Regions from separate parts of the Mus musculus genome. Here all the other regions are linked to region 1. Evidence: chromatin contacts called from public HiCAR-type, HiChIP or PLAC-seq, Micro-C and promoter capture Hi-C data. All regions are on one chromosome and are shown on one strand. The core of a region is the stretch at or near the end of the contact, and the rest is flanking DNA. Distances in the headings are between cores, read along the strand shown.

The links. Promoter capture Hi-C pulls out the DNA fragments that hold promoters and counts their contacts. A called contact is a pair of places that touch in the nucleus more often than the background predicts. HiCAR-type assays count read pairs that join an accessible place to other places. HiChIP or PLAC-seq counts read pairs in DNA pulled down with a chosen protein or histone mark.
Region 2: a contact with region 1 is called in an H3K4me3 HiChIP or PLAC-seq map of forebrain, with 5 times the contacts expected there. The contact joins the enhancer-like site here to the promoter of Arhgap20 in region 1. A contact is called at or near these places in 1 of 39 promoter capture datasets (the 3T3-L1 cell line), 3 of 484 Hi-C or Micro-C datasets (the HL-1 cell line, embryonic stem cells and nephron progenitors) and 1 of 115 datasets of contacts at active chromatin or transcription factors (forebrain).
Region 3: a HiCAR-type map of astrocytes shows a contact between it and region 1, with 3 times the contacts expected there. The contact joins the promoter of Ppp2r1b here to the promoter of Arhgap20 in region 1. A contact is called at or near these places in 3 of 39 promoter capture datasets (cranial neural crest, hippocampal neurons and pre-B cells), 1 of 484 Hi-C or Micro-C datasets (cerebellum) and 1 of 115 datasets of contacts at active chromatin or transcription factors (astrocytes).
Region 4: a contact with region 1 is called in a Micro-C map of embryonic stem cells, with 8 times the contacts expected there. The contact joins the promoter of Sik2 here to the promoter of Arhgap20 in region 1. A contact is called at or near these places in 3 of 39 promoter capture datasets (hippocampal neurons, liver and pre-B cells) and 2 of 484 Hi-C or Micro-C datasets (both in embryonic stem cells).
Region 5: a promoter capture Hi-C map of stem cell-derived epiblast-like cells shows a contact between it and region 1, with 7 times the contacts expected there. The contact joins the promoter of Layn here to the promoter of Arhgap20 in region 1. A contact is called at or near these places in 8 of 39 promoter capture datasets (the 3T3-L1 cell line, 3T3-L1-derived adipocytes, cranial neural crest and 5 more) and 2 of 484 Hi-C or Micro-C datasets (both in embryonic stem cells).

Annotation. Positions count from the first base shown.
Region 1 is chr9:51,763,999-51,766,698 of GRCm38.p6, forward strand. It overlaps Arhgap20 (Rho GTPase activating protein 20), which reads left to right and starts at 1,353. Exons shown (of 15, transcript NM_175535.4): 1 at 1,353-1,613. The coding sequence starts at 1,509. It overlaps Gm40520 (a long non-coding RNA gene), which reads right to left and starts at 1,430. Exons shown (of 3, transcript XR_870739.3): 1 at 603-1,430.
Region 2 is chr9:52,286,189-52,288,888 of GRCm38.p6, forward strand. No RefSeq gene overlaps it. Among named protein-coding and RNA genes, the nearest start is that of Gm25562, 3.7 kb to the right of the region's middle. Within about 2 kb of position 1,368, at least 26 of the 459 cell types and tissues checked have an H3K27ac peak or open chromatin away from gene starts, as enhancers often do. A contact at or near this core is called in forebrain, where this site is marked.
Region 3 is chr9:50,855,663-50,858,362 of GRCm38.p6, forward strand. It overlaps Ppp2r1b (protein phosphatase 2, regulatory subunit A, beta), which reads left to right and starts at 1,262. Exons shown (of 15, transcript NM_028614.3): 1 at 1,262-1,436; 2 at 2,174-2,264. The coding sequence starts at 1,323.
Region 4 is chr9:51,007,650-51,010,349 of GRCm38.p6, forward strand. Sik2 (salt inducible kinase 2) reads right to left here and starts at 1,424. Exons shown (of 16, transcript NM_178710.3): 1 at 1,092-1,424. The coding sequence starts at 1,226.
Region 5 is chr9:51,075,753-51,078,452 of GRCm38.p6, forward strand. It overlaps Layn (layilin), which reads right to left and starts at 1,342. Exons shown (of 8, transcript NM_001033534.1): 1 at 1,134-1,342; 2 at 570-593. The coding sequence starts at 1,218.

The DNA.
Region 1 (2,700 bases), core at 103-2,602:
CACAACCTATAAATTAGTGGGTGAAAGCCCTTCTCTGCACGAGGACCACAGCTGTAGCACCCCTGATTCACAGATGTATATACATATATATGAGATTTATTAAGCTTCCTTTTAACAATGTAGTGTGATGTGACTAAAATTAGCCTTATATTTCCACAACAAACAATCTTAGGTTTGGATGATTGTGTAGGTGTGTCTTTGTGGGTGTGTGTTGGACAGCATCCCCTAGCTTGGAACACTGCCCACCTGAGTTCTGTTCCTTATAACCTGCCCCAATAGCCGCCCAAACTGCAAGAAACCTCTTTTTCTTTTTTTCTTTTCTTTCCTTTCCTTTTCTCCCCCTTTCTTTTCTTTTCTTTTCTTTTTTCCTTGTCACAAAAATAAGCAGAATCCGTAACCATCTCGCAATCACGGAGTGATATCCTTAGTGATTTTTTTTTCACACTAGTTCTGATTCCAAGGGAAGAATGCCACCTACTGTATCATTTACACCAGCAGCCAGCCCTGCAAAGTGCGAACACTACTTAACCCTGGTCTGTTCCAACTGCCCTTTGATTATTATTTAGTCCAAAAAAGAGGGAGGGGTCACTATTTGGACTTACAGGAAGTTAGGTTCTGAGCTCGCGATATCAGATCAACGCTTCCACATATTGTTGCCTTCTCATAGATACTATGCCAAGTTTCAACCTCCTTTCTGCCTGCATTTTCCTCTTAATTGCGCTTTCTCCTTCAGAATGCAGGGTCCCTGCAGCTTGCTGCCTGCGAAGCTGGTGGTGCAGACATGCAAGGTTGCTTGTCCATGCTTGCTCCCTGTGACTGCAAAGCAACAGCTCTGGGTTACCCTGACAGGCTTAGCTAGCAAGCGTTCGATATTGCCCCCGAAGTCCGGCGATGCCACCAGGGCTTCCAAATTTGTCTAACTCCTTCTTCAGCGGAGCGGGGACCGGGTTGGGGGTGGGGGTGGGGTCCCTTCCGCAGTCCGCGAAAGCGAGGCTAGGCTGGCGGCCCCTGCACCACCTTCGAGCGAGCCGCGCTCGCTGAGGCTCCCGCGCTGCAGCTGCGCGGGAAGGGACGCTGGCGGGAGCGAGCGGACAGGCGCGCGGAGCTGCACCGGAGGCAGTGGTGCGTGGTGCACGGCGCGTGGCGCGCGGCAGCGAAAGCTTCGTACCCGCGGAGGCACCTCGCAAGGTTAGTGGCTTCGGTAGCGCCAAGCGCTGAGAGCTCGCTCCCGGCAGTGTGCACGGGCGGCGCGGGGAGGGCGGAGGAGGCGGGGCGGACGCGGAGAGGCGGGGCGGGCCGGGGCGGGGCTACGTGGACGGGCGGCCGCCCGGAGCGCTTGCTGCAGCCTGAGCAGAGTGCGGCGAGCGCGACGAGCGCGGCGCGGGCGGCGGTCCATGGCCCCGACGGGAGGCGCGCCGCCCGCACCCGCAGCTCGGCGTCCGGCCTGAGCGGACCGCGCCGCGCAGCCACCCGGTCCTCGGCTTGGGCTTAGCTTGCAGATCTTCTTCATGGAAGCGATGTCTCCGCAGCAGGATGCTCTAGGGGCGCAGCCGGGGCGCTCCTCCTCGCTGACAGGCATGTCTCGCATCGCGGGAGGCCCTGGCACCAAGAAGGTGAGGACGCCCGAGCGGGAGGGCCCCTCCATGGGCTCGCGCCTTCCACGGGTGCCTGGTGCTGAGAGGGGTTAACGGTCCCCGCGTGGGGTGGGAGGGTCACCTCCCGGGATCCCCGCTGTCTTCTCTGGTGGAAACGGTCTCGGAGAAGCCCGTTGCCTCTCCATCTCTGACCCGGGGAGTGCCTCCCTGCGAGCCTCCCGAGGTAGTCTTAACCCGACAGCCTGAGGAAGGTAGGCGGCCCCGGAGGGGAGGGATGATGCGCCCACCCAAGGCCTCCAGGGGATGTCGGAGATGGGTGCCGTGGGCTACACTGTGGGATCCGGAGGTTTGACTCGGCCTAGATCTAGGCTGGCTGGCGGTGGGCGGGCAGTTTCCGGAGGTCCCAGCGGGGCATGGGGGGCTTGGCTCAGAACCACCCCCTGAGAAGGGACGTTTGCATTTGCCTGTGGGGGCGGCGCCCTTGTTCCCTGACACCCGAAGGACTGATCCGGGTAACTACTTGTAGCTTTTGCTGGTGATTGACTGGTCCACGGTGCAGCGGGAGGATTTCGATAGAGGTCAGGAGTCTGCAATAGGTCCCGGAGCAAGTGCACGTGGGCCGCGAGCTTCTGAGCTCCTGGGAATTGATTTGGGTGCTGTAGCCATGGGTGCCCCCTTCCCTTCCTCCAGCACTAAACCTTCAGATATTTGGCCATATTTGTTCCTTACAGTGGTGTCGCCTTCTCCAGCTTCTGTGGAAACAAGTTGGGATGAGAGCTCATTCTAGTTCTTCCCTAACAAATAATGTGAAAACGTTGCATTACTATAATTAGAGACTCACAGGGATACACTGGCTCCCTGCATGTCCGGATTTTATGGCTTTTCATTAATCTTCCCACTAGAATGGTGGCTTGGCTGGAGGTGAAAGAAGAGAGGTGATAGCTGTATAGAAATGTATGTGAGCTCCCAAGGACCTTGGGCCTGTCACAGAGCCCTCTATGGGTGTCTGTGAACTTGATGGATGGGCAGTAGTGGCGGCTCAGCCTTTGATGTATGGAGGCTGATGTTTGCCCTTGTGGGTTTTTTCACCCTTCAGAGACAGTGT
Region 2 (2,700 bases), core at 118-2,617, 520 kb after region 1:
TCACACCAGGCAGCCAATCTCATAAAAAGAGATTGATTGGAGAGTTCAGGGAGAGGAGGGACAAATCCAGGAGTGGCTGGTTATGCTCCTGGGAGGGAACAGATAGCGCAGGGAATTAGACAAAGCACAGCCCTTATTTAGGGGTTCTGGTGGGGGTGGGATCTTTGTGACAGTTATTGACAGGGAGGTCTGGGGGAGGGGCTTGGCTGCTGGATTTCCTCAGCCTTCTCCCCCATTTCCTGCCTTGAAGCTTTACAAAGTTTGCAAAGTTTATAAAGTTTACAAAGGGAGTTCACAGCAGGGAAAGCCTTCCTTGCCTCTTAAGTGACCCGAATAACCAACACTGAACATGGAAATATTTATTTGATATTTATTAAGGATTTTTTTTTGCCGGGTACGAGTATTAGAGAATCCGGTAGGCAGAATACAAGGGACCTCAGCATCATTTCTTACAGCTGGATTTGAATCTACAATACACACAAATATATATATATATATTTTAAATAAATATATCTCTGTATATCCCTGGCTGTCCTGGAACTCACTTTGTAGACCAGGCTGACCTCGAACTCAGAAATCCACCTGCCTCTGCCTCCCAAGTGCTGGGCTTAAAGGCGTGCACCACCACTGCCCCGCAAGGATTTGTTACCTTAAAACTTGCAGCGGAGTGTAGTACTCCTCCTGTCCCTCCTGTCTCATGACCTGTAGATAGCTCGCTTTCTCCCCTTTCCTCTGATTTGGTTTTGTACTTTTATTTGTTCAGGGAGCTTTAGATAACTAAAGAAATCACGTTTTCTTGAAATACCTAAGTGCTCACAGAAACAGAAATTTTTCATTTTATTTTCCAAAAATTTTTCTTATTTTTTTCTTTTCTTTATTTATTGTGGGTGCCAATATGACACGTTTTGTCCAGCTTGACACATTATTGAGATACAAATCTTAGCCAGTACAAAATTTAAGGTACTGGGCTTCCGTGTTTCTGTAAACTAACATCCAATGAATATTTTGGAAATGCATCCCCTCACCCCTTCCCCTTGGAGGAAAGAAGAGGGCCGTACTTCTGACCTGTTTGCAGGAACTACGAGGGAGGATTCAGGTCCCCACTGCTAGAGGTAATCTCTGCAGCCTGGTAGGCGCGACTGTTGTAAATGTATCTCGGAGAGACACATTTCCGCGCACAGAACTCTTTCCAACTTCACAGCTTCAAAGCCAGTAGAGTACACAAAGCAGGCTACGAAGGCAAGATTATTGGGCTGACGATCGATCAATGCTTCTAAGAGAAAAGGTGCAAAACCACACTTTTGTAGTCATAAATACAAGTGTGGGAGCCTGAAGCCATTTCATTACAAATCTGTGGAGCAGTGCCATCTAGTGGTCAGAGTTTGCCTTGCCGAATGAAGAAAAGTTAGAATGAAGAAAGTTAGAAAGAAACAGGGTTTCAGTAAAGTTTTCAGGTAAACTTGGTAACAACATTCATAAGTGTTCATAAGGTGTCTTCAGAACCGAAGGAACAGGTCCACTTCCACGGCTCTTCGAAGGGACCTGGGTAAAGAGCCATTCAGATACCTTGTGGTGGAACGTCTGTTTCTTTACTTTGGCTGTCCCCATCTCCTTTTCCATTCTCTTGATCTTCTGTACTGTAAAGCTCCCTGGTTCTTCTGAGCTCAATGCATCATAGACTCATTAAGAACAGTCTCGAGCTGAGCTTCCATCAAGATGTGCCATCTCCTAGCAACCTGCGTCTTTTCTGCGGGATGAGATATTTCCCACTAGAACTGCATCAGACTCTCTGGATCTCCTAATGTGGAGTTGAAGCCGTTACATTTCCAGCTCTGAGGAGAAGTGAAAGTTGTTTAGGGAAGTTTGCTCAACAGAGTCAGGCTACTCATTTCTGGATTGTTCTGGGTCAGGAAGAGCCAGTAACATTCTGTCCACCAGCCCTCAGCGTCCCATTTCACAACGGCTCCCTCACACCAAACATTTGTCCTTATCTTTAGGTTGTTCTTTTGCTATTTCTCCTTTGCTGGAAAAGTTATGCAGATTACCATCTCTTCAGGGAACTACAGCTCTGACTTTCTGCAATTCTCTCTGTCAGGTAAAGATGTTCCTTAGAGACTGTGGAGCAGTGTGTGGAGAAGGTGAGATAAAAAGGAGTTTCCCTAGCCTGTAGGTAGGGGCGGAGGTAAACCGCAGTTTACAATTCAAATTGCTTTAAGGTGACTTAAAAACAGTCTTTTCCAAAAATATTTTTAGAATTCTATACTATAAAGAATGCATGAAACACCTATGGTTTTGAAAAGAAACGGTATGAAAAGAAAAGAGAAGGAACCACTGTAACAAACCAAGTCTAACCAAAACAACAACAACAACAACAACAACAACAACAACAAAACAAAAACCAAAAAACAAACAAGCCCAGATTGTGGGATGACCTTAGCTGATGTGCTGAGTTCAGTAGAGTTGCCCAGGGGTTACCTGCACAGTGAAGCTTGATTTGAGACACTAAACTTAGAGAAGCTGATTTGGGCCCCTAGTCTTGGAGTTAGTCTCTGAAGAGATGAACCTCAGCTGTGCTGTGTGGATGAGGCGCTGCACATGGTAGCAGCTCTGTGGTGATCTCTAACTACATTACAACTGAGCGACAGAGAGACAAGCATGCCGTAGTCCCCTTGAGAACACACCCTCAATTACCTAAAGCCT
Region 3 (2,700 bases), core at 12-2,511, 910 kb before region 1:
ACACATATACACAGTTTTTGTAATTAAAAAAGATAGCCACCCCAGCAGTCCAGACCATGCCTTAAGTAAGTGAATCTAAAAATTATCAAAATAAAACGAGAGTCTTCAAGCATTCATTCGTGGACAGAAGTTGAAAAAACAAAAACCGCAAACTGAAGTCTGTTGGTTCTCAAGCTTTGACTATGAAAGGCTATCTCCTAGTAGGCATCCCATGCTTTAAAAAGAAAAAAAAAAAAACTTACCTCCTAAGTTGCATTTATTAATGACAATTTCCTTAAGGCACAAAATAGTGTCATCTGAGAACTTGTGACAGAGCTACCAATCTAAGTTGCTTATATCTAAGTCGAAAGGAGAGATAGTTACTTTGTGCCATTCCATAGGGCAAGTGGAACATTTTCCATTAAGTTCTGTGTAAAAAGGCCCAGGCCCACCTCCTCCTGGAGTCCTTTAGGGGGACTCCTGGAGGTCTAGGGAGGCCAGTTTACACCCGCACCGAACTGGGGTGAGTAAAACTGGGCCCAGTTATGTTAGGTTGTTGTGCTTCTTGGTAAAGAAGGAAAAAAAAAGAGAAGACAATACAACAGAAGGCGCCATTCCAGTACCACACTGAAAAGAAACACAAAAACAAGAGAGCAGCATGTTTTGAACAGCTTGCGTGGAAAAAATATTGACTGGGGAGTTTGGACAGCACTGTTCATTTTCTCTCACCGCCCTCATTATTTGTCTTAAGGAGCAGGAGCCAGCCACGATTTTGGCAAACAGGCCAGAGGAAGGTGTGTGTGTGTGTGTGTGTGTGTGTGTGTGTGTGTGTGTGCGCGCGCGCGCGCGTGTAGAGGCTTGTCGCCCAAGGGGAAATTAAGACCAAGACCCAGTGGCTCAGGGCCAGCATGAAGCCTGGGGGTGGGGGTGGAGGTTGGGGTGGAGGGGGAGGTGTTAAAGCTTCTTCCTCCTGGCCTGTCTCTGAGTTCTACTTGAGGCTCGGCATCCATCATTAAGGCCCGTCTCCTTCAGAGCACAGCAAGGAGACGATGAATCCCTGCCCTTGTTTCTTTCGGCTGGGGAAAGGATGCAGGGGTTCCATTGGTTTTTTCGGCCCGCCCTTCTTCTGGAGTTCAGACCTCCAGTTCCAGCAATGGGGGTCAGGCCGGAGCCTCCACGCGCAGGGAAAAAACTTGATTCCATCAGTTCCTCGGAGCCGGCTGATTGGATTTAGCCCCGCCTGTTTGTGTGTGGGGCGTGGCCTGAGCGCGGGGCGTGGCCTGAGCGCGGGGCGTGGTCTGGGCACGGGGCCTTCGGCGGCGACCAGCCAGAGGAGGAAGAACATGGCGGGCGCAGCAGGGCCAGGGTCCGGTCCGGGGGCAGCGGGTGGAGATGGAGACGATTCGCTCTACCCGATCGCGGTTTTAATCGACGAGCTCCGCAATGAGGACGTGCAGGTACTAGGCTGGGCTGGGGAGCCGAGGCGAGGGCGGAAGCGCACATGGTAGGGAAGCGGAAAGGCCGGCTCAGCCCTGGGGGCGACCCCCGGGGTGGCAGAGTCGTATTCAGCCCCGGGACGGAGGCGTGGGGCGGCGGGTGCGCGGTGGTCCGTCTCAGCTCCGCTGCCCTCCTCCGACCCTCTGGGGTGGTGGCGTCCATCTGCTCCCGGCAGTGGGCGGGGAACCGGTTCGCACCTCGGGTGGACCAGCGCAGGCGGGCTGCGGGGCCGCCGGGAGCGGAGGAGCGGCCCCCGGCCCCCGTTCCCTTTGAAGTGATGCGGAGTGTCCGTCCCCGGGCAAACTAGCTGGGCTGGTTGGGTGGAAAGAGCGCGGCGGCTGATTAACCCAGATGAGTGGTGCATCAGTTGTGATAGAACTTTTCCCTGAAAAGGGAGGAGTTGTGCTTAACCGTTTCTTTCACCCACTTCTCTCCATCCAGAGTTCTCTCTTTTCAGACCCTCTCATTGTCCGCGTGTTTTCATTCATTCGTTTCTTCCCCGGCCCTTCAGTGTTCTCCCTAAGATAGCTTCTGGCTAATGACGTGTTAAACGGTCCTTGAGTTTTCCTAGGATTAAGATCTAAGTGAAAGGCTCATTCATCATTATACTGTGTCCCAGTATCTCACCTATTTGCTTCTTTGACCAGAATTGCAATCATCTCTTTGCTTTGTTCTCCCTCCCACTTTGTTTTTAAAGCTCCGTCTCAACAGTATTAAGAAGTTATCAACTATAGCTCTAGCACTCGGGGTAGAAAGGACTCGAACGGAACTGCTGCCTTTCCTTACAGGTTTGTGTCCCTTGAAAGATACACGCTCCATTTCTATTGGCTTTTAAACTATTTTTATTTAATTTTCTTAGTTTGTTACCTAGAGTAGCGATAAGTACTAGACTGAGCCTTGCCTTCTGCAAGGTGTATAGAAATGCTACATATAGTCAGACATACTCAAACATAAACCGTGTAGCTAGTGGGAAGGTGATTGATGTGAAATATGGATTTCTTTGTAAATGATTTATTTTATATGCATTGGTGTTTTGCCTGCATGTGAAAGTGACAGATCCCCTGGAACTGGAGTTATAGGCAGTTGTTAAGTTGCCATGTGGGTGCTGGGCATTGAACGCTGCTTCTCTGGAAGAGCAGCCAGTGCCCTTAACCACTGAGCCATCTCTCCAGCTCCAGGATGTGAGTTTCTTAATAATTGTGTGAAACATTCAGGAAGACTTGT
Region 4 (2,700 bases), core at 174-2,673, 760 kb before region 1:
GTCCTCCTTCTTTATGGAAATGGACATGAAGCAAAACTTTTAAGTACAACTGCTAAGAAAACAGTAAGGCTTTTAAATGCCCTTTACCTTACATAAGCGTAAGTCATCCTGGGCAGGGGGTGGGGGTGGAGGTCCTATAGTCAAAGATTAGAACGTTCTTAAGAACATAGTAGGAAAAAAACCCGAAAAGGATGAAAACTGGGGAGAGAAACTGAAAATCGGTGAAACTCAAGTGGCAATCACAAGGCAGAATAGAGTACGTCAAAACCACTAGGTTGTAGACTAAGAAATGGTTTTGTTTCGATCGTTTTTTTTCCAAGGTATTTAATTTGCACGTCTTAAAATAGAGACCCCGAGGAGAGCAGCTTGAGGCAATGGAAGGAAGAGGGTGGGCTAGGTAAGAACGCAGACTTGGGGAGAAAATATGTACAGTGCACGGAGGGAGGATGCTGGAGAGTCAATGTCAGGACGCTGTCGAGAGCTGAGTACAGTCCATCTGATGTGGCTTAAGGAATGCGTGCTCGCAGCCAGCATGCACACCTGGTAAAGGGACAACCCCAGAGAACGGTGCAGAGCTGAGATGACCATTTTTAACCAGCTCTATTGTCTGGTGTATTTGCTATACCTCCTGCAAGTGATCAAGCCAGCCAAAGAACCGTTTCAGAGACCCTGCGGGCCCAGAGAAGATGGACAGCGGCCCGTCCGCACCAGTCCGGTCCGCGTCACCCCCTCCTCGCCGGGCAGAAGAGGAGGGCTTGGTCCGGGCCGCGCTCCGCGTCCGCCGAGCCTGGGAGCTGCTGGTCCCCTTTCTCCGGCCGGCGACGTTGGTCCCCGCGCGGCCCCGGAGCACAGAGACTTCCCCTCCCACCCCACCCCCAGCCGAAAGCCGGGAAGACGCGGAACTTGTGCTCAGGAGCCGAGGCCACAGACCAGGTTCCCGGGTGGGAGAGTCGGGACGGAAGCCTGTGTGGCTTCCCGGGGACACCCCACACACACTCGACCTGCACCCCGCGGTCCCCGCAGTGCCAGGCCCGCCGTCCCCCGCCCGGGGCGCAACCGCGCCACGCTCCCGCCGAACCCCGGGGCCGCACCTCCGTCTTGGTGATCCGGTGCCGCCCCAGCTTCACCACGGCAAAGTTGCCCTTGCCCAGCGTGCCCTCGATGTCGTAGAACCCCACCCGGACTGGCCCGCGCTGCAAGTGCCTCGGGCCATCCGCCATGACCATGCTTGGCCCCCGCTGCAGGACACGGCGACGGGAACGCGAACGAACTGGCCGGCAAGAAGCGGCACGGAGCGGGCAGGAGGGCGTCGGGCGGCGCGCCTGGGCTCTGGGCGACGGCCGCGGCTCTCGCTCCGGCGCTGCTTCCCTCCCGCCCCACAGGGCCCAGCCAGGCGCGCGCCGGCGCTGACGTGAGCCGACGTCAGGGGGCCGGGGCAGGGGGCGGGGGCGGGCCTCCACCGGTCACCATGGCTACCGCAGCCGCGCCGACGTCGGGGGCGGGAGGGAGGGGCGGTGCGCGGGTCGGGCGGGCACGAGGCTTCCGGCCGCGGCGAGGCCTGAGAAGGCTGAGGAGGGCGTCGCGGCCGGGGGCGGGGTCGCCGTCCGCCCCGCCCCGCTCCTCCTGCCTTCCAGCAGAAGCGCAAGAGCGAGCCCTGGTGGGCCGTGCGGAGGATGCACTGGGCCAGTCTCCTGGAGGGTCGCCTGGCGGGCGCTCTCCGCCGGGGCAGCCCTTCCCGCCAAAACCTCTTCTTCAGCGGACTGCAGCGCTAAATTTGGAGCCCGAGGAGCACCGTGGCTGAGCAATGCATTGCTCACAGCCTCTTTTCTTTGTGTTCATTTTAGCTCCCTTGTCAGTACTAAATAAGTCTCTCCACTTTTTGACGTCTAAATTCCTACTCACAGCAGTCGGTCACTTGCAGAAAAAAAAAAAAAATGTCAGCGCTAAAGAGACCCCAGAGATGATTAAGCCCGGAATTTGGAATTGCTAATGGGCTTCGGAGTCTGGAACCTCTGAAATGTAGGTTGAGCATGTTAGTTGAGCATGTCTCTGTGGAGAGGTGACCCGGTATTATCCTAAAACGCTTTGGGAACTTGTAAACGGTTAAAAAGTATCTAATCCGATTTGTTTCCAGATGACGCAGCAGGCTGCCAGAATGAAGGGAGTTGCCAACGTCACACAGGTAATGCTAGAGTTCTAATTATAACCCATCACACCAGTCTTCCATATGGTGACCTAAGTAAACACAACATTTTAATATCTTGAAATATATTATGTGTGTCCAGACCTTGGTTCCTGGGTACCCATTGTCCATTAAAAGAAACGCAACTCGTTTGGGAGTAATGACAGCGGGGGCAAGTATAAGATGCTCTTGAAAGATCTAATATGAGTAAACCAGGGGATTCCTTGTATACAACAGGAAGAATATGTCAGAAGCCAGCTTGAAGGGGCCCACCAGTGCCAAATCTGAGCCAATCTAAGTATCAAAAACCAACAATTTTGGAAATACACTATAACACACATTACTTTTTATTTTGTGTAAGAAGTCAGAGGACAGGATGTGGGAGTTGGTTCTCACCTTCCACTCTGTGAGTCCTAGGGGTGGTTGCTGTAGGTAACTTTAGCCAATGAGCCATCTCTTAGGCCCTAGTGTTTTATTGTTTTGGGACTGTTGTTTTTTTTTTTGTTTTTGAAACATCA
Region 5 (2,700 bases), core at 92-2,591, 690 kb before region 1:
ACACCCCCAAACCTGGTACAAGAGAAGCTGCAGTTGCTTTTACTAGTGGTCCCGCCTGCCTTTCCAGGCCAGACTGCCAAGAGAAAGCTTAACACCTTGATAGAGTTTCCTGTATGGTCCAGGCTGGCGGCATATGTCTAGTGTATGCTAGTGAGTTCTAGGGAGTACCAGAGCTGGAAGGAGGCCCAGGACCCATCTGGTTCCCCTGCCTTCAGGAAGTGTCTTTCTTTTCTCATTTGCAGGAAGGGGAAGGGCAGGCAGGAGGTCTCCTGTCACCAAGCACAGAGCCATGCAGCCCTAACCCTCCCAGTGGCGTCAGCAGCTCCTCTGCTTAGCCAAACACCCCCTCCCAATCCTGAAACCAAAGTTAGATTTCTTAAACCAGACCCACAAGCTAGAATACAGTGGAGATTCCAATTCTACTCCATCCCTCTTGGCCAAAGGGAACCTGATAAAAAGATACCGATCGCTCCCCGCCCACGCTCCTCCCACCCACCCCCCAACCCCCCCCCCCACCCCCGCGCCCCATGCAGACCTAGTGGAACAAGAAAGAAGTCGGACCACTGTACCTCCTCTGGGGTCCAAGTCCGAGGCTGCAGTGACACACACACAGGGAAGGAAGCAGAGAGTCACTCTTGGAGCCTGGCAGGGCTGGTTCCTGGCTAACTAGGCGCTTTCCCAATCTCCAAGCATTTCCAGGCCAGCCACCCTCCCCTCAGAGGAGAGTAACAGGTACAGTTCCCATAGCCCTGCGGATCCAGGATCGGCTGCCTCCACTAGAAGGGTCCAGGCAGCATGGCGCTCAAGGGGCACTCACTGGAAGAAGTTTGCCAACTGCCCCACCCAAGCTACATCCTCCTCACCCCTTAGTAACCCCGGGGAGAGAACTGACTTCCAGCGTTGCGGATACCTAGGGTGGCCCCAGGAACTGGAGCTGGTTGCATTTTTGCTCCCTGGAAGCAGAGAATTCAAGAAGGCTGATTGGGTCCGGGGTTGGATCTGGGGATTGCCCCACTACATAAAGGGGCCAGGGTGCAGTGACCCTGAAGACAGTCCTCAACTGCTGAGGTTTACTGGGTGCATCAACCCCAGGTGCTCTGGCACCAGCCCTCTCCCCCAGGACACACACTCACCGCTCAGCAGGCGACCCTTCGAATCCCTCGGTTTGGCCAGCAGCACCGCCAGCAACATAGCCTGCAGCGCTGCTCCCGGCTGCATGGCTGGACTCCAGTGCCTCCCGACACCCTGGGACTAAGGCAGAGAAGTGGGCAAGTAGACGACTGCGTTTGAGCAACTGCAACCAAGGCAGCTGCATCTCCCAAGGATCCACAGACCCCGCACTGGGCGGAGTCCGGGAGGGCTCTGAGTCGTTGGTTGCCCATCCACCCCCTGGGACGTCACTGCGGGGGAAGGCAGCCCCTTGGGCTGGCCCGCCCCCAACGTCTAGTGCTCTGGACTCCAGAAACTGCTAACTCAGGGGGAGTAGCCAACGGAAGGGGCCGCTCTTTGCAGAGAGCCGCCCAGGGAGATTCTGAGTTTGCCTAAGAGAAAAATCCCACTAGTTTTTGAACTCCCAGAAGGTGGAAAGCGGGTACTGTACTTTCAAACAGTATAGCCTCTTGCCCTCATCACTACCCAGCTCTAGTGGGCTAAAGTAGCAAAACCCCTACTTACACCACAGTAAGCGTCAGACCAGGGCAGCACCTGGGAAAGAACTTGAGCAAGGGAGGAACAGATTCTCAAGCAGGCAGTGTGTCTACTGACTAGAGGCATTTCAGACTTGGCCTGAGGGAGACCTCCAGCAGAAGCTAGAGTATTCCAGATCTCAACCAGAAAGACACTTTGCTTTGTGTAGGGCACATATTGGAAGATAGGAGTGGTTTAGTGGAGTTCAGCTTTTGGTGGACAGAAAAATGACTCCCGTTGCAAAGAATGATCCTATTCTTCCTATGGAAGCTTTCATAACCAACCCAAGTGTATGCTCCCCTTTACACTCCCACAGTAGTTGTGTTTACATGTGTGTTCTCAAATACATTCGCACAGTAGATCCAGTCTCCCATCGAAAATCTATGAAGTAGAAAGCTGAGAGTTCATTGATCTTTCCGGTATACTATGGTATTGCGAAGCGTAGCAGAAACCACATCTCGGTTACTGCCTTCTGGATTTTGGTTCCAGTTTGCTTCTGTTTTCCTGTTTATCCAGCTTTTCAGCAGAGCAGTCAGAAAAGCAGAGAAGGGGCCCTGAGAAATGGACCAGTGGTTAAGAGCAGTCATTACTCTTGCATAGGACTGGGTTCAATCCCAGCACCGGGCAGTGGCTCACAATCAACTGTAACTCCAGTTCCAGGGATCTCCTGTCTTCTTCTGGCCCAGAGGCACGAGGCTTGCATGTGATGCACATACATACATACATACATGCTGGGAAAACACCCACAACACATAAAATGCAAATAAATAAATCTTTTAAGAAACGAAGCAGAGGTGCTTCCACACTCTTGACACACTTGTTCTAAACAGGCCTGAGATAAAGCAGGAGTAGGGATGGATCTGTCTTAGCTCCAGCTGAGAACAGAGCAGGAGCTGTGTGATTACAGAACCCCGGCACCAACAGGTGGGGACTGGCAACCCTTTCCTGTGTTCCGGTTAGACTATCTCACACCAACCATTCTCTCTAGACTGTCTCCCCAGCAAAGCAACTGTG